Linked DNA regions of Gossypium arboreum: region 2 is linked to region 1. A link is a contact called in public Hi-C data. All regions are on one chromosome and are shown on one strand. The core of a region is the stretch at or near the end of the contact, and the rest is flanking DNA. Distances in the headings are between cores, read along the strand shown. Region 1 holds the start of LOC108467725 (probable alkaline/neutral invertase F). Region 2 holds the start of LOC108469198 (transcription factor MYB8-like).

Region 1 (5,934 bases), core at 644-3,143:
CAATATAAGAATGGGGAAAGAATATTGATTGAGTTCAATAGGGCACCCCTGCATTAATAAGGCTTTTAACTTCATTGAAATCATAACATTATGGGCTAGCTATCAAACTCAGAAAAACAGAAGCACTATGAATTTGATCAAGCAATAATGCATGTTTTTAGTCTGTGGCTATGTAACAATGACGTACGGTAATTCCTCTCAAAGGCATCTACAAAGATCGTTAATCTTCACCTGTATGGAAAACTCTCTTCCTCGTTTGTTTTAAAATAAAAATTGAAGATGAAACGACTTATGCCACTCACAATATAATATAATAATTAATTAGTTCCTCCGGCATTACCACGAAATTTGCAGATATATGAAGGGCAAGTCAAGAAGTGTACATTAGACCACATATTTTCCAGGTGAAGACGAAAAGATCACAGAACTAAAAGGCACAAGAACTTTCGTAGCAAATCATAACAGGAACCGAAGTTATATAAGTAGAAGAATAAGAAGAAGAATTAGATATAGATATAGATGATTATCATGGATGGAAAATAAGCATAAGAAATAGATATAGATGGTTATCATGCATGTAAAACAGGAATTTCCTTAACACCATTCACAAAAACAGAAAATGCCTCAAAATGCTATAGCGAAAGCGAACAGCAGTAAGCAAAATTCTGAAGATAAAATGGATTCTAACAAGCATGGATTTGAAGGCTAAAGAAAGACCGTTGAGAAAACACCTAAGACAAATGAAGCTTCATTGCAAAATAGCCAAACAAAAGAAAATGATAATATAACAAAACAAGGGAGATATCTGGATTTGAAAAATCAAAAGAAAACAAAAACGATGACAAAAAACTAAACATAATATACCTGATTGTAATTCAAAGCCTCGGCGATAGGATCCATAGCAGCGAGCGTACCGACAGGCTTGCCTTTGTAATATACGTAAGATTTTTGTAGTCCCTCCCACGCTTCTTCCAACATCGCACCGTTTTCCGTACTCCCTAGAGGACTATCGACGGATCTGACCGCAGGCAATAAACTGTCGAGTTCCAAGTTCTCGAGACTCGAACCTACACTAGGAGACGGTTTCAGTGACATCTGCGCCACGTTTGCATTATTGGATTTGGAGATGTTCTCGTTGCTCTGCACTCTTAACGTCTTCATCGGCTTATCAAGTTTGTCAGTCGATTCATTTTCTTCCTCCGATTTGGATGACTCTTCTTTTCCGACTGTGTCTTGAAATATCTCTGTTGATATTTTTGGACTCTCTCGCTGGTTTGATTCTAGAGATGTCTTTCCATTATCCGTCCATTTTACATTTTCAGTTTGCGAAGCTTCCTCAGGAGATTCAAGAGCTTCTTCCTCTTCATTTTGTGAACACAGGGATTTCTCGGTAAATTTAGACTTCTCAAACATGATAAAATCAAAAGATTTCTCACTCGCGTCGTCAGCTCCTTTCTCCGTGGTAGTCTCCGAAGGTTGTTCTTCGATAGGCGTCACGATGCACTGTCCTTCGTGTTTAAGAACGATAAAAAAATCAGGCGATTTCACCTCTTTTTCCGATGAATCTCCAAGTTCTTTCTCACTATCTCCGACTGAAAGAGTAAAATAAAGCGCAGGAACCACCTCTGCTTCCTTTACATCTTCTAAAAGATCACACGGGGATCTCAAAGTTGACATTCTTAAAGAAGAGAATCAAATATGAGCAGCACAAATGCACAATATCGTGCCCTCTAGAGAGAGATAACTTTCTCAGGTCTTCCCTCTTCGTTTCGTAGAGACTGAAACTGCTGGAGAGAATAGTGAGAGACGGACAAGGAAAAAAATGCAAAAATGGATCAGAGATGGAAGCCTAAAGGGCGTGAGCGATTGGGTACCGAATTGTGGTTCGTTTTGGAGGTTGGAAAAAAAAAATAAAGTGTGGAAGTTGTTTAAGAATAGGTCTCAATACTTAGTTTATCTACGAAATTGCCCCTCTCCGTTTCGTTCCCTGGGTGACAAGTAGGAAGTTCATAATGGAGGGGCGTTTTAGAGATTAACAAAATTGTTTGTGAACTTCTTTCAGTTTTTAGTGGCGGGAGGAGTTATAGTGGGACCTTGGAGGCCGTTGGGCTTTGGGCGCCAAAGGGAACACAAACAAACCCATAAACTCTTCCATTTTTCTTTTGGGTAAACAACACAAATAGTCGCCCAACCATGAGAGTTATTCTATTTTGGTCACTCAATTATGAGAGTGATTCTATTTTAGTCACTTAATTATAAAGTTTTTTAATAGAGTCACCAAAGCTCTCAAAATTAGAATTTTTTGTCACTCAACCGTAAAATCAATAACGAAGGTTTAACATGGGCTTTTCTTTATCGACATACGAGCAAATTTAACCCTCCAATATTTAGGCATTCTATCAATTTACTGCTATTCAATAAAAAAAATTAGTCCTAAAAGTTTTAAAAAAATTTCATTGACATCTTAATTCTAAAAATTAAAACGGATACAAATTTTAAAAAAATAAATTTATTAAGAAATTATTTTTCAATGTAAGTATAAAATTTTATAAAATTGCATTTAAAAATTCCTAAAATTGTAGAAAATAATTAAAATTTTATAAAAGAAGAATAAAATAAAAATTGAAACCCATACAGTTTGAATGTTGCTTATGTATGGGAACGAACTGCACTACACACTTGTGCATCATAGATTTGATTGGAACCTCATTTCTATGGAAGTTGTAAAACAGCTCTTCATGTTTCTATTGATGCATGGTATTAATGGAAATGGATGAAAATGAGGGATAGAGTCGAAAGAAGTCAGTTTACCCATTCTAAGGTCAAAAGTTGGACAAGTAGAGAGAGAGTTAGGATTATTACTTAGTGAATTAGTGTAACATCCAAAAATAGAGCCTAGTCGGAATAGTGGTTTCGAGACCACAAATCCTGTGACAGCCCAAAATTGACCCTAGCCAGGAAGTGGTTTCGGGACCGCTAAACCGAGTCACCGAAATGTTTGAATGTAAAATTTATTGTCTAGAATATGTAATTATGAATGTGTGAAAATTTCAAGTTCGATTTAGCCGATTGCATGTGAATTAGGTTAGTAGGACTTGTGTGACACTTTTGAAAAGTGAAAGGCTAATCTATAAGGACCTAATAGTGCATGTAGTCAAAGGGAGGACTTGCATGTCAAATTTCCCCCAAGATGTAGTGGCCGCCATGACAAGGAATCATGGGCTAAACATGTCATGAAACATGTTTTGTTGGGCATTAGGGAGAAATGATAAACTAATAAGCATGGGTAATAAAGAAAGAAAAAAAAATGTGAGTGTGAGTGTGAAACCCCATTGCCGTGTATTGTAGATGAAAAAAAGAAAAAAATTGTTCATCCAACCTTGCATTCTCTCTTGACCGAAAATACTAGAGGAAGGAAGAAATTTTGCTTCATGTTTGTTTTGGAAGAGGATTAGGGAGAGGTTGGCTAAACTTGCATCAAGATTAAGGTATGTTTGAGATTGTGCCATGAAATTCATGCATGTTTTTAGTTGATAGCTTGATGTTCTTGGTATCCCATGGTTCAAATCTTTGCAATGTCATGGGAATGAAATTCGGCCAAAGTAAATGTGGTGTTAAAGCCATTGCATGCTAAATGTGAAGCTTGCTAATGATGCATGCAATGATGGATTGACTACTCTTGAAACTTCTTTGTACCAATTTTAAGTAAGACATTGAGTTTTTTTTTTGTTTAACCATGATTGAAGTTGAAAGGGTCATGATTGTGATGTATTCGGCCATGATGCATTCATGAGCATGGTTCATGCTTCTTGCATGTTAGTTAAAATTTGTGTTTTGGATGGCTATGGACACCTTGAAATTGACCTTGCACTTATATGTGTATATATGATTGCACATGATATTTTGATTATGAAGAAAGTGATGAATATGTTGTTTAAAGAAGAAGTTTGTTGAAGAATGTTGTGAAATTTGCATGTACATTCGGCCTAGTACACATATGATGTGAAAATCTTGCAATTTATTTTTGATTTTATGCAAGAATGACTAAGCATAATCGGCCACATGAGGGGAATTATGGTGCATGCATTCGGTTAGAGGCAAGCTTAATGATGCCTATTCTTGACTTAGGTAATCGGCTACCTTGTTGTGAGCTAAGGCCGAATGTGTGCGTAATTAAAGAAAATTGACTAAAGTGTTTAGTTATGTGATGTTGAATCAATGATATATGTATTCGGCCAAGGCTAGCAAGCGAGACTTTAATAAATTGAATTTGTTTGAATTAGCTCAAGAGCTTAGAGGGCCACAATTGGATAAGGGGAAGGAAAAAGTGACCGAATAGCCGTCAAAGCCGTTCGACAACATCCGAGGTAAGTCCTCAAGAAATGACCCTACTCGAATTATGTGAAATGAAAAATTGATGTGTAATGACTATTGATTTATGTGTGTATGAGTATTTGAATGATACCGGGCTAAGTTCAAGGCGATTATGCTAGTGATATGTTTGTGTTTGAGCCTTAGTAACGAAAATGAAATATGAATGGGAAATGATTATTGATGTATATGTGTGCATGAGCAATTAAATGATATCCGGCTAAGTTCAAGACATTTATGCTGGTAAATACATCCGGTTAAGACCGAAGGCAATTGTGCTAGTGACTACATCCGGCTAAGACCAAGGCATTTGTGCAAATTGTGAAATCGGGTTAAGTCCGAAGGCCTTTGTGCGGGTTACCATAACCGGGCTATGTCCCGAAGACGTTTGAACGAGTAGCTATATCCGGTTAAACTCCGAAGGTATGTGATTTGAAAATTATAAGCTTGCTGGAAAATTTTCAGCTAAAGCACTTGTGAAACTTCCCAATAACAAGGTATGTGTTGTGTGTGCTTTGCGCGCTAGGAGTAAGAGCGTATGAATATTCGCTCCTATGATGGAACGAGTTATCGGCCTTAACGAAGCCGTTATTTGTGTATGAAATAAGAGTTGGGATGGTGAAGTAAGTATGATATTGTGAATGTGTATTAATGAAATGATTCATTTGGCTATGTGAATGTAATGCTTTGGTTAAAGCTGATTTTATTGCTTGAGACTTACTAAGCATAAAAATGCTTACTCCGTTGCTTTGGCTCTCTGTTTTATAGATTTTGCTCGGTAGCAATCGGATTCGGGATCATTAAAGTCGAAGTCATCTACACTATCAAAGCCTCCATTTTGGTATAATTTTGGTTGAACTTTGAAATGGCATGTATAGGACTACCCTAATGTTGAAGGTCATGTATCTTTCGGTTTTGTGTAAGCTTGGATAGCCATGCGAAAATGGCTTATATACATTTTTAGTATGATTCTATAATAGTTTGTATGATAATCATTATGGGGTATGAAATTGTTTGAAAGGATTAGCCATTGGAATGGTTAATCATAATCACACTTTGTGCTATGTGTGCAAAAAGGGCCATTTGAATCGTGGAAATCATGAAATAGGTAATGGTTACTTTGAAAACAGATGCTGGCAGCAGCAGTGGTGTGGTTTTGAAAAATCACCAAAATTTTTAGGAATGGTATTAAATAGTGAATAAATTATGTAAATGAACCTTAATGAGTCTACTTTCATGTGGAATAAACGAAACGGTCATAGGAGTTACATGTTAAGAGTTATTAAAGCTATTGTGAGATAGGGCCAGAACGGTTTCTGGGTCCCCTGTCGCAACTTTAAAAATTTATTATAAATTATCCAGAAATAATTAGGAGTCATGCCTTATATGTACAGATTCCATTTTGAGTCTAGTATCATTAGAAACAAACGGCACCAGTATTAAAGCCCTGTACAGAGAGATATTCAAGTTGTAATGCGCGAAGGTCAGAGCAGTCGATCCCTGTAACATGGGTGACTTTAACTAATAAACTGTACCAATTGGCCCGACCAAAAATTCTAGAAA
Region 2 (5,686 bases), core at 2,513-5,012, 380 kb before region 1:
TTAATGTCTCACTCAAAAATGCTAAAAAGAAAATCCAAGAGTCATCAACCCACCATCACATATATCATTAACAAGCTTCATATTTAGCATGCAATGGCATTAACACAAAATCCACCTTGGCGAATATCATCCCCATGACATAGCAAAGATTTGAGCCATGGGCTAATTAGAACTCAAGCTAGCAACTAAAACATGCATGAATCTCATGGCACAACCTCAAACATACCTTAATCTAGACACAAGTATGGCCAAACCTCCTCCCGATCCTCTTCCAAACCAAGCATGAAGCAAGAACTCCTTCCTTCTTCCTTAAAATTTTCGCTCAAAGAAATGAAAAGGATGAACAACAATTTTTTTTCTTTTTTCTTCAACTCACGGCAAAAATGGGGGTAACACTCACACATTCTTTCTTTTTTTTTTTTTTCCATTTTTTATTACCCATACTCATTAATTTATTTTTTCCTCCCATGATGCACCAACATAACATGTCTATGACATGTTTTGCCCATAATCCTTTGTCATGGCCGGCCACTATCAATTAGGGGGGAAATTTGACATGCAAGTCCTCCCTTTTGATTACATGCACTATTAGGTCCTTATAGATTAGCCTATCACATTTCAAAAGTGTCACACAAGTCCTACTAACTGAATTCACATGCAATCGACTAAATCGAAGCTTGAAATTTTCACACATTCATAATTACATATTCTAGACAATAAATATTACGTTCAAACATTTCGGTGACTCGGTTTAGCGGTCTCGAAACCACTTCCCGACTAGGGTCAATTTTGGGCTGTCACATACTTATTGTATATAATGCATTAATATACACAGCATTAATTATTATCAACATAGTCAAACATACTATAAATCATTTATGTAATTATGTGAAGAACCACCAAAAAATCACATATCTATTCTTATAATTTAATAAGCCATAATAAACATAAATAAAACTACTTACATATATGGCTTAGGTCAAGGTCAATTTTGAACTTGCATGCTTTGCACTTAAGTACAAGTTGAAACATCCATACGGCAATAACCATACATTTCCATATACTTCATTTAAAGTATTAATCATTAAAGACTATACATACCTATTCTTAGTCATTTGATCATGTGCATTTGGCCTTAGTAAATTTAACCAATTTATGAACACACACACCACCCAAAAGTACACTTATTACCTATGCCAATCAATATGTCTAAAGTTACATATTCAATAACCAAATAACGGTCAACATTCGGACATCTTAAGCTATGGTTCATTTATTGTCATTCATGACCCAACTTTAATAGCAAATTCATAGTAACCAAGTTTAAGCATGCAATCATAATCCAACTAAGTTTGACCGAAAATACTTATCAACTAAAGGAGATTATTTCTATCATTACAAGAAGTTAACCACATATAAACATATTCAAAAAAATAAATCTTAAATACCATGTATCAAACAAATCAAGTCAAATTATCATATGCATAAATATTTATATAAGAAATGCTGAATCACAACTTAAACATAACCATCTTATTCAATTCCATCTTATGTCCAAATATACCAATACATTATTAAAATAATTTTTTTAAACCAATTATTATATGTTTTACCTACGCAAATCCTTAGTCGAATCAATTAATCATGCTATGAAAATGTATACATAGATGATCATTACATCAACCATTTCCAACTTCACCAACCATTATCAAGCCATTTCCAAAACATATAGCATTTATCACATAAACCATTCATGCATAGTATATAGCATTATAACCAAAAGTGAGCTCAAACCATAATCAAAACATAACCCAAATGAACATGGAAATTAAGCCATTTTCGCATGGCTGAAATACAAAATCAAAATCCAACATTTCAAAACACATTCCAGCCTATACATGCCATAATTCTAATTCAATTATTTAAATACCGAACTAGTAGAAAGTGTGATGAACTTTGCTGACGATCCCCCAGCTCGTAACTTGACCCAAAAAAATTTATAAAATAGAATAACATGAACACATAGAGTAAGCTTTTATAGCTTAGTAAGTCATAAGAAAATAAACAACTCAATAATACAGTTAACTCATATTAACTAAACGAATTACATTAACATTACCATGCTTGACCTCAAACCTACAAATCCCATAATTAATACATTTTCATAGACAATTATCCACCTAGGCCGAATACTCACATGGTCATTTTATCATATTATTAATCAACTTCCAAACCAAATAGTCATAATAAACCATACATACATTTACTCATATACGCAAGCTCAAGAATCATAGTATAACATCACATATATATTTATATTACCTATATGGTCGAATATACCAAATCATATATGCACATATTTAAGAAACATTTCAATGATACACAAGTTATTCATTCACAAGCCGAATACACATACCACATACACATATATTCTTCATTTGCATCGTACATGATTTACAAAAAATAATTTTTAAATATTTTTTTGACTCGGATTCGTGGTCTCAAAACTATCATTCTGACTAGGGTCTAAATCGGGCTGTTACAAATGCACTCACCTTGTACCTATGAAATGTATTGTCAAGGAAAAATGTGTTTTAGTTAAGTTAGTTATATTATTGTTTAGTGAGGTGAGTTTTATGTTTAGAAACCTATGAACTTACTAAGCACATTTAATGTTTACTCTGTTTAATTTCCATGTTCTTGTAATTATATTTTGTAAAACTCGGCAGACGTATCAATCCACAACTCATACTATCTCGTTCCTATTTTGGTAGATTTTACGTTTAAACTTACATTCAGTCAAGTGGCATGTATATAAGTTTATATTATAGACAAGTCTATTTTGAGAATGTGAATAGTTGATGATATAAGTTATGGGTATTTATATATATGTTGATGACGTTTATTCATGTGTATGGCATTAATAAGTAATTGCTTGAATGGAAATGAATGCATGCCTTGAATTTGTAAAGTTATTTTTGGTTTCATGGCAGACTTCATAAATACAAGTTTATAAATGGATGTTACAAGTACGTTCAAAACCATGGATAGTAATTGTGTAAGTATTCATGGCGGATAATCCAAGCATGATTTAATATACGGACTATGTGAAATCAAGACGATATGACATATAGTCTAGAGGCGAACCAACATGACGGACACGTCTGAAGCGAGTGGTCATAGCTTGTGGAGTATATGCGAGAAAAATTGGCGAACTGACTTGTACATCATCTTTGGTAGATAGTCATTTGGCGACCTATTTTGGTGGATAATCTTGGCACTTATGTTTTAGATTTTTTTCCAGATTTTTTTCCAATGGAATCTTAAACATGCTTTAATCTATTGATGATTGCTTTTAAATGTGTTCAGAAATGTTTTAACGATTTTAAAACGAAATTTCTTGCTAATCTTTGCATGTGAATGTTCCTATATTTCATTGTAGCATCCCTAAGCTTGGGTTCGTTGATCGAATCGTGTGAGTGGTGTTACATCTCTTTTGGGAGTGCAAGTATCTTACTATATCAGCCAACCTGTTTTATGAATGTTCCACATCAATCTAAGCTAACATTTAATATCCAAGTTGATAGCTAATTTATGAAAGTACATGATAAATACGATACTAATAATTTAATGACTAAAATAAAATATTTTTAAGTTTGGAGACTAATTTAAAATTTGGGCTATAATTGTGGACATGTGATAGAATTAACCCATATTACTTTTAACGGTTTTATAAGACAGAACCCCCAAGCTTTTGGGACTCCTGGTCTTTAAACTCTCTCTCTCTCTCTCTCTCTCTCCCTTTCTCATGTCTTCCAATTGTTTCAATGCTTGATAAGCATTTGAGAAAGAGAGGGAGTGATGGGTAGGTCTCCATGTTGTTCAAAAGTTGGGTTGCATAAAGGTCCATGGACTTCAAGAGAAGACACATTGCTTGTAAACTACATTCAAGCTCATGATGAAGGTCACTGGAGATCACTTCCCATGAAAGCTGGTAGCTAAATTCCTCAATTTTCACAAATCCACAAGGCACTAGTACTTCGTCTGAAACTAAAATGCTTTATTTTTTCTTGCCAAATCTGTGGAACTTGCAGGGCTACTTAGGTGTGGAAAGAGTTGCAGGCTGAGATGGATGAACTATCTAAGACCAGATATTAAAAGAGGAAATATATCCCCAGATGAAGACGATCTCATCATCAGATTACATTCTCTTCTCGGCAATCGTTGGTCTCTCATTGCCGGAAGGCTCCCGGGTCGAACTGATAACGAGATTAAAAACTACTGGAACACCAATCTGAGCAAAAGACTCCTAAGCCAAGGAATCGACCCCAATACCCACCAGACACTACCAAAGCCAGTAGTTCAACAAGTGAAGAAGAAAAACAACAACAGAGGCAGCAATAACAAGCAGAACCCGAAGAAGGCAAATGCAACACATGAGCCTGCAGTGATACCCAAACTCCATCTCCCAAAACCAAGTAGGATAACTACAGCTTTTTTACCCAGAAACGACAGCTTCGACCAATGTACTAGGTTTAGCACAGTGTCTTCGAGCCAACGAGGGGAAGGGGCTTTAGATACCGAAGCTATAAAATGCCCTTGGTCAGAATATGTCAACGATGGTGAAAACGGGACTGGGCTGCTTTCAGATTTGGAGTGCCACTCTGGTTTACCAGCAAGTGGAGACAAGAATTCTCTAGAGAAGCTTTACGAAGAGTATCTGCAGCTTTTGAGGACAGACGAAGATCAACTGCAGTTGGATGATTTCGCTGAATCATTTCTCATCTGATAGAAATTAATCATGCCTGCAGGTGGAATGAGATTTTCTCCCAATAAAGTTAGATGAAATGAGGCTTAGCTTTTACCGGCTTACTTTCTAGCCCTCCAGTAGTGGCCTTCCGAATAAATTTATATATAAACTGTGAATTGTGTAATTTCTGTAATATGATATGGACGCCTTCGCTCGGTAAGGTTCAAATTTCAGGAGATCAGATAATAAATTCCTGTTTCATTGATTGTAGTGTCTTTTATCCTCTTGCAAATTTATTCGGATTATTCGGTTAGTCAAAGTTAAATTAATTATTAAATATTTGAAATTTTTATAATTTTAAAAATACTTATTATTATGTATTGATTTATATACTAACCGTAAACGCAGATATTAATAATTAACTTAGGACTTTTATTTTAATGCCTGGTAAGGGTAAATATTTACACGCCAATTTTTTTTTAATTAAGGAAATAAGTTGAATTTTTGAAAATTTACAAGAACGGGTTAATTTTGGTAGAAAGCTTGCAATTATTAAAAGTGGCAGCACTATTTTTTTTGCGCCACTTATTAACGTGGAAATAAAACTTACAAAACAAACATTTATATAAACCCAAAATTTCATTTCTCTTTTTTTTTTTAAGTAACGTAGGATATGAGATATGTGTATATATAGACTCATAAATAAGTTTACTGATTTGTTCCTAGACATTGTGAGATTGCTTCCTCTTTTAACTAACAACATAAGATTAAATGCTACACTATATTTATAATTTTTTACTTATAGAGTTTAAAAATTTATTTATAATGTAACAAATGTTTTCGTTTTATGTTTTAGTTTTTTTAAAGAAAATTTTTACACGTTGATAGTTGTATTTATATTTGACATAATTTGTTATTATGATTTATTTTGAATAA

Evidence for each region. Hi-C and Micro-C count contacts between places; a contact is called where the count stands out from the background.
Region 2: a contact with region 1 is called in a Hi-C map of leaf, with 3 times the contacts expected there. The contact joins the promoter of LOC108469198 here to the promoter of LOC108467725 in region 1. A contact is called at or near these places in 2 of 5 Hi-C or Micro-C datasets (both in leaf).

Annotation. Positions count from the first base shown.
Region 1 is chr8:27,400,823-27,406,756 of ASM2569848v2, reverse strand. LOC108467725 (probable alkaline/neutral invertase F) reads right to left here and starts at 1,893. Exons shown (of 6, transcript XM_017768476.2): 1 at 865-1,893. The coding sequence starts at 1,677.
Region 2 is chr8:27,781,625-27,787,310 of ASM2569848v2, reverse strand. It overlaps LOC108469198 (transcription factor MYB8-like), which reads left to right and starts at 3,762. Exons shown (of 2, transcript XM_017770096.2): 1 at 3,762-3,994; 2 at 4,095-5,000. The coding sequence starts at 3,862. The coding sequence ends at 4,789.